2 separate regions of the Gossypium hirsutum genome follow, and region 1 is linked to region 2. The links are chromatin contacts, called in public Hi-C maps. All regions are on one chromosome and are shown on one strand. Each heading gives the region's core, a stretch centred on a gene start, on an enhancer-like site or on the middle of the called end of the contact. The rest is flanking DNA. Distances are from core to core; before and after follow the strand shown.

What was found. Hi-C and Micro-C count contacts between places; a contact is called where the count stands out from the background.
Region 1: a Hi-C map of leaf shows a contact between it and region 2, with 2.2 times the contacts expected there. The contact joins the promoter of LOC107921881 here to the enhancer-like site in region 2. A contact is called at or near these places in 17 of 34 Hi-C or Micro-C datasets (anther, callus, fibers and 4 more).

What each region holds. Positions count from the first base shown.
Region 1 is chrA12:77,694,212-77,697,584 of Gossypium_hirsutum_v2.1, reverse strand. It overlaps LOC107921881 (2-oxoglutarate-dependent dioxygenase 21, chloroplastic), which reads left to right and starts at 1,629. Exons shown (of 3, transcript XM_041084165.1): 1 at 1,629-1,808; 2 at 2,172-2,419; 3 at 2,779-3,373. The coding sequence starts at 1,629. The coding sequence ends at 3,349.
Region 2 is chrA12:77,526,522-77,529,806 of Gossypium_hirsutum_v2.1, reverse strand. It overlaps the pseudogene LOC107919622. Among protein-coding and RNA genes, the nearest start is that of LOC107923935, 6.7 kb to the right of the region's middle. Within about 2 kb of position 1,961, at least 7 of the 9 cell types and tissues checked have an H3K27ac peak or open chromatin away from gene starts, as enhancers often do. A contact at or near this core is called in hypocotyl and leaf, where this site is marked.

The sequences.
Region 1 (3,373 bases), core at 380-2,879, 170 kb before region 2:
GATGCGGCGGCATTCCTTGAGAACCACTGGGGTGAGGAAAAGCTCCTTGCGGATCATAGTGTCGTTTTTTAGTTGGAATTATTAGCATAACAGAGCTTACCTTCTGGCTTGAATTCCAACTCAAAAACTCGTGGCCGAATTTTCCTTTGTGCCCCACGTAGTAACGGAGGTAAAGTTCTCCGCCGTCCTCGGCCGCCATTGTTTCCCACAGATTCTCGACCAAACAGTAGAGTAACGAACTCCTATCGAAGGGAAAATGGATGGGTATTGCCAAAATTACAAGTCTTGGGTATGGGCATGATTGATCCGAGCCACCCAGTTCACAGGACGATCTGTGGTGAATCATGGGTATGGGCAAGAGTGGGTTCATTCATGGCCTCACTCAAAATTGAAGCCCGTAGAGAAAGAAAGAGAAATTGGACAATAAGGATAAGCCTTAACCCAGCAGCAACTGAGAATTATGGTTCTAGACTAGTCTACCTGTTCTTTACTCTGTTTTTCCATCCAATTTATGGTAAGCTCCTGCTGACTGCTGACTCAACAACTATACAATTAACCTGACCTGGTATTCTGTCTTTTCAGCCACCATCTCTTCCATCAACACACTCCTCAATTTGCATAGCGAACAGATGTGAGTTCTCCACTGGCTTTCCCCAAATCAGAGGCATGAAATTTGAACGAAATACATCACCTGGTCTGCATGCACAAGTACTGCCCAATAAAAAGCCCTCCTTTTAAGCCAAAACCTGTGGGCAGTTAAAGACTTAAGTCTTGTCGGCTTTGACATTGGCTAAAGTCCAAACTGATCCTGAGATTTGCGCACCAATTGTAGTAAACAAATTCATGTAGTAAAAATATACTGTTTTTTAGTAGAAACATGGAGTAAAGTCCGTCGGAGTGTGGGTTATGTTGTATTCAACAAACAAAAATGACCTGAGACCACCGACTTGCTTGCGGCTCTTCACTCCTAGGCCAATTTTTTCCAGTTGAATTCGTAGAGAAGAAACAGAGGGTTAGTGATGTAATTTCATCATCATCTTCATATTCAAACAAGGTAGACGCAGCAGCATAGAATTGATACAAATTCAATGTTAACTACATCAGTATATCATACCAGAATAAGTTAAAAAATATATAAATATTTTAATTCTTCCACTAGTTTCCACATGAACAAATGCCTCATGTCTGACGTTTATAAATATGGTGATATACTAAAAACTTCTTCAAGCTCCATAATTGCGTGTGTGGGTGTCACAGCCCCCAAATGTACAGCGACTTTGTTTTCGGTACCCATTCAGGTTTAACATCATAGCGTTTTCGCGTGGGTCCCGCGTTCACCTTTGTCCTTTTCACGCCCTCATGCTTAAAGTTCTTCTGTGGCTTCTCTTGCTATATTCTTCTTTCCTGCGCATTTATGAACACGCAACATATAATGTTTAAGATCACAGCTCCATATCAATATTCATTGCAACTGTACATAACCTGATAGTTACGTCTAGCATATAAATAGGAAGAACAGGCTGCTAAAACTGATCATTCGCTATTTACTAGCAAAGATATTTCAAAGTATGGAAGGAGAGGGAGAATGCTCGGATAACCTATTTACTAGTGTAATGACACTTACCAAGATGAGGGTACCTCATGTGCCTCAACGCTATGTTCTTCCTCCATCGCAACGTCCGAACCTTACACTTGACCTCACCACAACCCTTCCCATTATAGACCTTTCCACCTTACACCATGCTTCTCAAAGGTCTCTAACACTTGATACTATACAAGGCGCCTGTAAGGAACTTGGGTTCTTTCAGGTATCATTCAGGGTTAGCAAGTTTAGTTTACTGTAGCCCCAAGTCTACATTAGTGTAACTGTATTTTTTTCAGCATATATTAGATAGATGTTATGAATGTTATTTTGTGTGTTTATCGGTTTAGCATTCCAACTGAATCACACAATATGTATGTGGGTGTATGAGTTTAAATTGAAAATTTACAGTTATACCATATATGTTCTACTTGACACCCCAGACAACAAAGCACAACATATATATGGGGGATGCTTGCTTACTGAAAAAGCTTCAATACAATTTATATTACATATAATAGCAAGACATCATAATTCATGCATGCTAATATAATATTGTCCACATAAAAGCACGCACATTTTTTTTTAGGTGGTTAACCATTGCATCCCTCTCCCCGTCATCCATGACGCCCTTGCTGCTGCAACAGAGTTTTTCAACTTGTCTCTCGAGGAGAAAATGTCTCTATTATCAGATAATGTGCATAACCCCGTAAGGTATGGTACTAGTTTGAATCATGCAAGCGATAAAGTTCACTATTGGAGAGACTTCATCAAGCATTACTCCCACCCTATTTCTGATTGGATCCATCTATGGCCTTCAAATCCTCCAAGTTACAAGTAAGCAAGCCATCATTATCTTGGATCTCTTAAATTATTTGTTAGAAGCAATTACCTTCCATCTTAAGGGCAAAATTGGAAACAACACAAGAGGAGCAATTCTGATTGGTACTTCATAAGCATAAGTCTTAAATGTGGCTAAAATTGGCAGCTTCTAGGTCTAAGAACTATAATGCATGCCTTCCAAATCTTCCAGAAGGAAGAAACAACAAAAGAGGAAATAGAAAAGACAAATTATAGCTTCTCCTTTTGTCTTTTTTCTTTTCTGTTGAAGCAACACATGGTTTCCGTTTTTTATGCATTTCCAATCATTCTCAAACTATTGTGATGCATTGACTTTAAACTATTTTTTCCCTAAGGGATAAAATGGGAAACTACGCAAAGGCAGTACAAGTGCTACACAAGCAACTGATGGAAGCCATCTTAGAAACTTTAGGATTGAACTTTGGCAACTTACAGAAGGAAATTGAAGAAGGCAATCAACTAATGGCCATTAATTGCTATCCAGCTTGTCCTGAACCAGACCTCACATTAGGTATGCCACCACACTCAGATTACGGAACGCTAACTGTCCTGCTTCAGAGTGGCCCAGGGCTACAGCTACAGGACAACAAGAAGAAATGGCTCTCTGTTCCATTTGTTGAAGGCGCCTTACTAGTCCAATTGGGAGATCAAATAGAAGTGATGAGCAATGGACAGTACAAGAGTGTTGTTCATCAAGTGACTCTAAGCGCGGAGAACAAGCGGTTGTCCATAGCAAGTCTTCACAGTCTACCTATAAACAAGAAAATAGGACCAGCACCAGAGCTTGTGGATGAGCAACATCCTGTCTCCTACAACGAGTTCAGTTTCAGAGATTTTCTTGATTACATCTCAAGCAACGACATTGCAGACAAAAGATTCATTGATTCAATTAAGAAGTCTGTATGAAGGAAAAGCAACAGAGTTTGTGCT
Region 2 (3,285 bases), core at 712-3,211:
TAGTGTAAAGCGAGAGGAGTTCGTTGAGAGAATCTCATCATCCGTCTTGACAGCAAAGAGACTGGAAGTGAACGAACGGTGCAGTTTTGCAGTCCGCGCCAAATCTCAAGGTCAATGAGAGACGTTGACTATTTTATACACGTGGCGTGAGCATAAGACGTGAACTCTACCCCGTTTCGGGTTCAAAGAAATCCGTCAACCTTTAATATTTTATTTTAATAATAGGTCAAATTCTAATTTTGGTTCTTATATTATATTAAATTTTTGGATTTAGTTCCTATACTTTAATTTATTTATACTTTTACAAGGTTAGTAATTAATCTAAATTGTAAAAATTGTTAGTTACTAAAGCATTAATATTTGGGATTACCTACTAAAAATAAGAATAAGAAAATAAAATTATTTTAATTAAATCTTATATAATGACTTGATTAAGGGTTTTGCCTCGTTATTGAAATTTATCCAAAAAAATTATGTTAATTAAAGATAATTGTTTTTCTTTTCAAATTATAGTATACTAGAAACTCCAAAATTAGAACTTAACCTCTGTTTTAAATTTGTCCCCAAATCAGCTCGAACGATCCAGAACAATATCTAGGTTTACCTAATTTGGTGGGTAGAAAGAGGAAAGAGGAAAGAGGAAAGCCTGAAGGATAGGTTACAGCAACAAATAGATAATTGGAGTATAAAACATCTTTCGCAGGGAGAAAAGGAGGTTTTTATTAAGGCAGTCCTTCAATCTATTCCAGCTTACTCAATGCAGATATTGTTAAAAAAAATCAAGCAGATCCCTTTGGCAAGGACAGAGCACGACGATTTCCAATTATGGGGGGAACCATCTGGAATTTTCTCTATTAGGAGCGCCTACAAACTATTATAACAGACTACACTGGATCCTAGTAGTTATAATTTACAGGCCGAGAATAAAAAATTTTACAGGAAATTATGGAATCTACATATTCCTTCAAAGATCAAAATTACAGTTTGGAAAGTTGCCTGGAACTATATTCCTACTTTTGCGAATCTTAAAACTAAACGAGTAGTCGTTGAAACTCATTGTCCCAGGTGTCGTCTTACTGAAGAAGACAGTTTCCATATTTTCTGGTAGTGCCCTACAACAAAGGAAGTATGGAGAAATTTACAGTGTTCTTGGGTGCTTAATAGCAACAGTGAAGGCATATGGGAGTGGCTTACCTGGGTTTTCAACAAGGGGACAAGTGAACAGTGTCGTCTTTTCTGCCGTGGGTTATGGATTATCTGGACAAGTCGAAATAAACTCCTTTATGAAAATAGAAACACAACAAGCACTGAAATTTCCAATCAAATAGTTAGCTACGTTTCAGAGTTGTAAGGAGTAGAGAAAAAACTTAGCTTAGATTCTGATAGAGTTCTTTAACAGGTTGATCAGAGAACGTGCCCAGTTATTTATTTTGATGCAGCTTTTGACCAGCAGTCTTTCAGATCAGCTACGGGGTTGATAGTCCAAGCGATGGATGGGGAAATATTGGCTTACAAATCGGTACTCCATGTCGACGTTGCATCACCGTTTGCGGCGGAGGCTCTTGCAGGTTTAGAGGTAATAAGGTTAAGTATTTCCATGGGCCTAACTACATGCATTATCTTGGGTGACTCTAGAACAGTTATTAAAAAATGCCAGAGTACATATTATGATAGATCGATCGTCGGAGCAGTCATCAGAGATATCCAAAATTTAAAAATACATTTTCAAAATATGGATTTTCATTTCATTCCAAAATCAGAAAATCTCTTTGCTTATACTTTTGCTGGATAAGTATTAGAGAGAAATGAAAGTCATTACCTGGAGGGCAGCATCCCAGAGAGTGTTCGAAGAGCAGTGGAGAGGAAAAAGCAAAGAGAACCAGATTAGAGTAAAAGAAATGGCTCTTCTGAAAACTTGTAGCTGAAGATTAAAGATTTGATGAGATTTGAGCTTATCTACTATTTCCAATGGTTGTGACGGTTCAGATGACAAGACGTGACTTTAAAAGGGCAGTTGTTGCTGTCGACTGGTATTAGTATGAGTAGGTTTTTTATTTCTTTCTCTATTTATGGGCCTTTTTGTTTTTGCCTGATTTCTGTTTTATTGGACCTGTTTATTTTGGATCCAAGTCCAAGATGTAGGAGTTTCTGATTACTGTTATTGTTTTTTTTTTAATAAAGAAATAAAACCAGTCGATTTCATCAAAAAAAAAATTTGTCCCCAAATTTAGGGCCAGGCTAACGACTTTTTTAGTACTAAGAGTTTTAGTTGGGCTTATTAACCAGTAATCATTTGATGGTTCGGTCGGTGGGTTGTTAGGTCCAAGCAAATTAGCAAATTTCATTAACAGAGAGCGGGCTTAATCTAGTTTAATATATACAGAAATATTTAAACTTAAAAATTTATATCTATTCGGTATCAAAATTCAAAAATTATATTAAAATATGAGATTTTTACATGTCATCATGATATTGATAGTAACGCCTCATTACTATAGTTTACGAAATCAGGGGTTGGAAATTCGGGGGCTGAAATTTCGGGGTTGAAGGAGGTTGCTTTTAAACAATGAGATTTTATCAAGAAATTAAAAGAGAGCAGGCCTGGGGGTAATTATGGGCAGCGGACTAAAGAAAAAAAGGGTAAGGAACAGTGGGCCAGAGCAGTTTTATTGGGCTGAAAGATAAGGCTAGTAGGCTAGTCTATTTGGAAGTTGAACAAGGAAAAGCTGGACAAGGCCGGACGCATGGGGATTTAATTTTAGAAAATAATATGGGCTTCAATTCGGACGGGTCACAACCAATTTCGACTGGCAAGTTGATTTTAAATGATTCAGGACACTTAGACCATATTGTGCAGTCGGGCCTCACACTGATTTCACAAAACAAAAACTCCTCTCTGCATATTAATCATACATTCGAAGGACCTATTGAGTCAGAGGTGGTTTTAAATTTTAACGTGTTGGATCCCAAAAGACATTCGGCTGTAATTTTTAAAGGAAATTCAGATCACAATTCCATAGTTACAGAGTCGAATAATAGACCAAGTGACTCTAATATCTTGGCTGTTCTTTCAAAAGGACATGGACTTGATAATAAAAAAGGAAGAGGGCGTAGTGGTAGAGCGCTAAATAAGACAATTCGTGGACGAGGGGACGTTTTAAAATTGCTGGAAATTCGCGTGCCTCACTCCATGATGCTATGAATTCCATGGCAAAACTTATTGGTGAGTAAGTGGAGACCCTTACTGATACGGTCAGTACCAACGATGAGGGATATAAAGCTTCC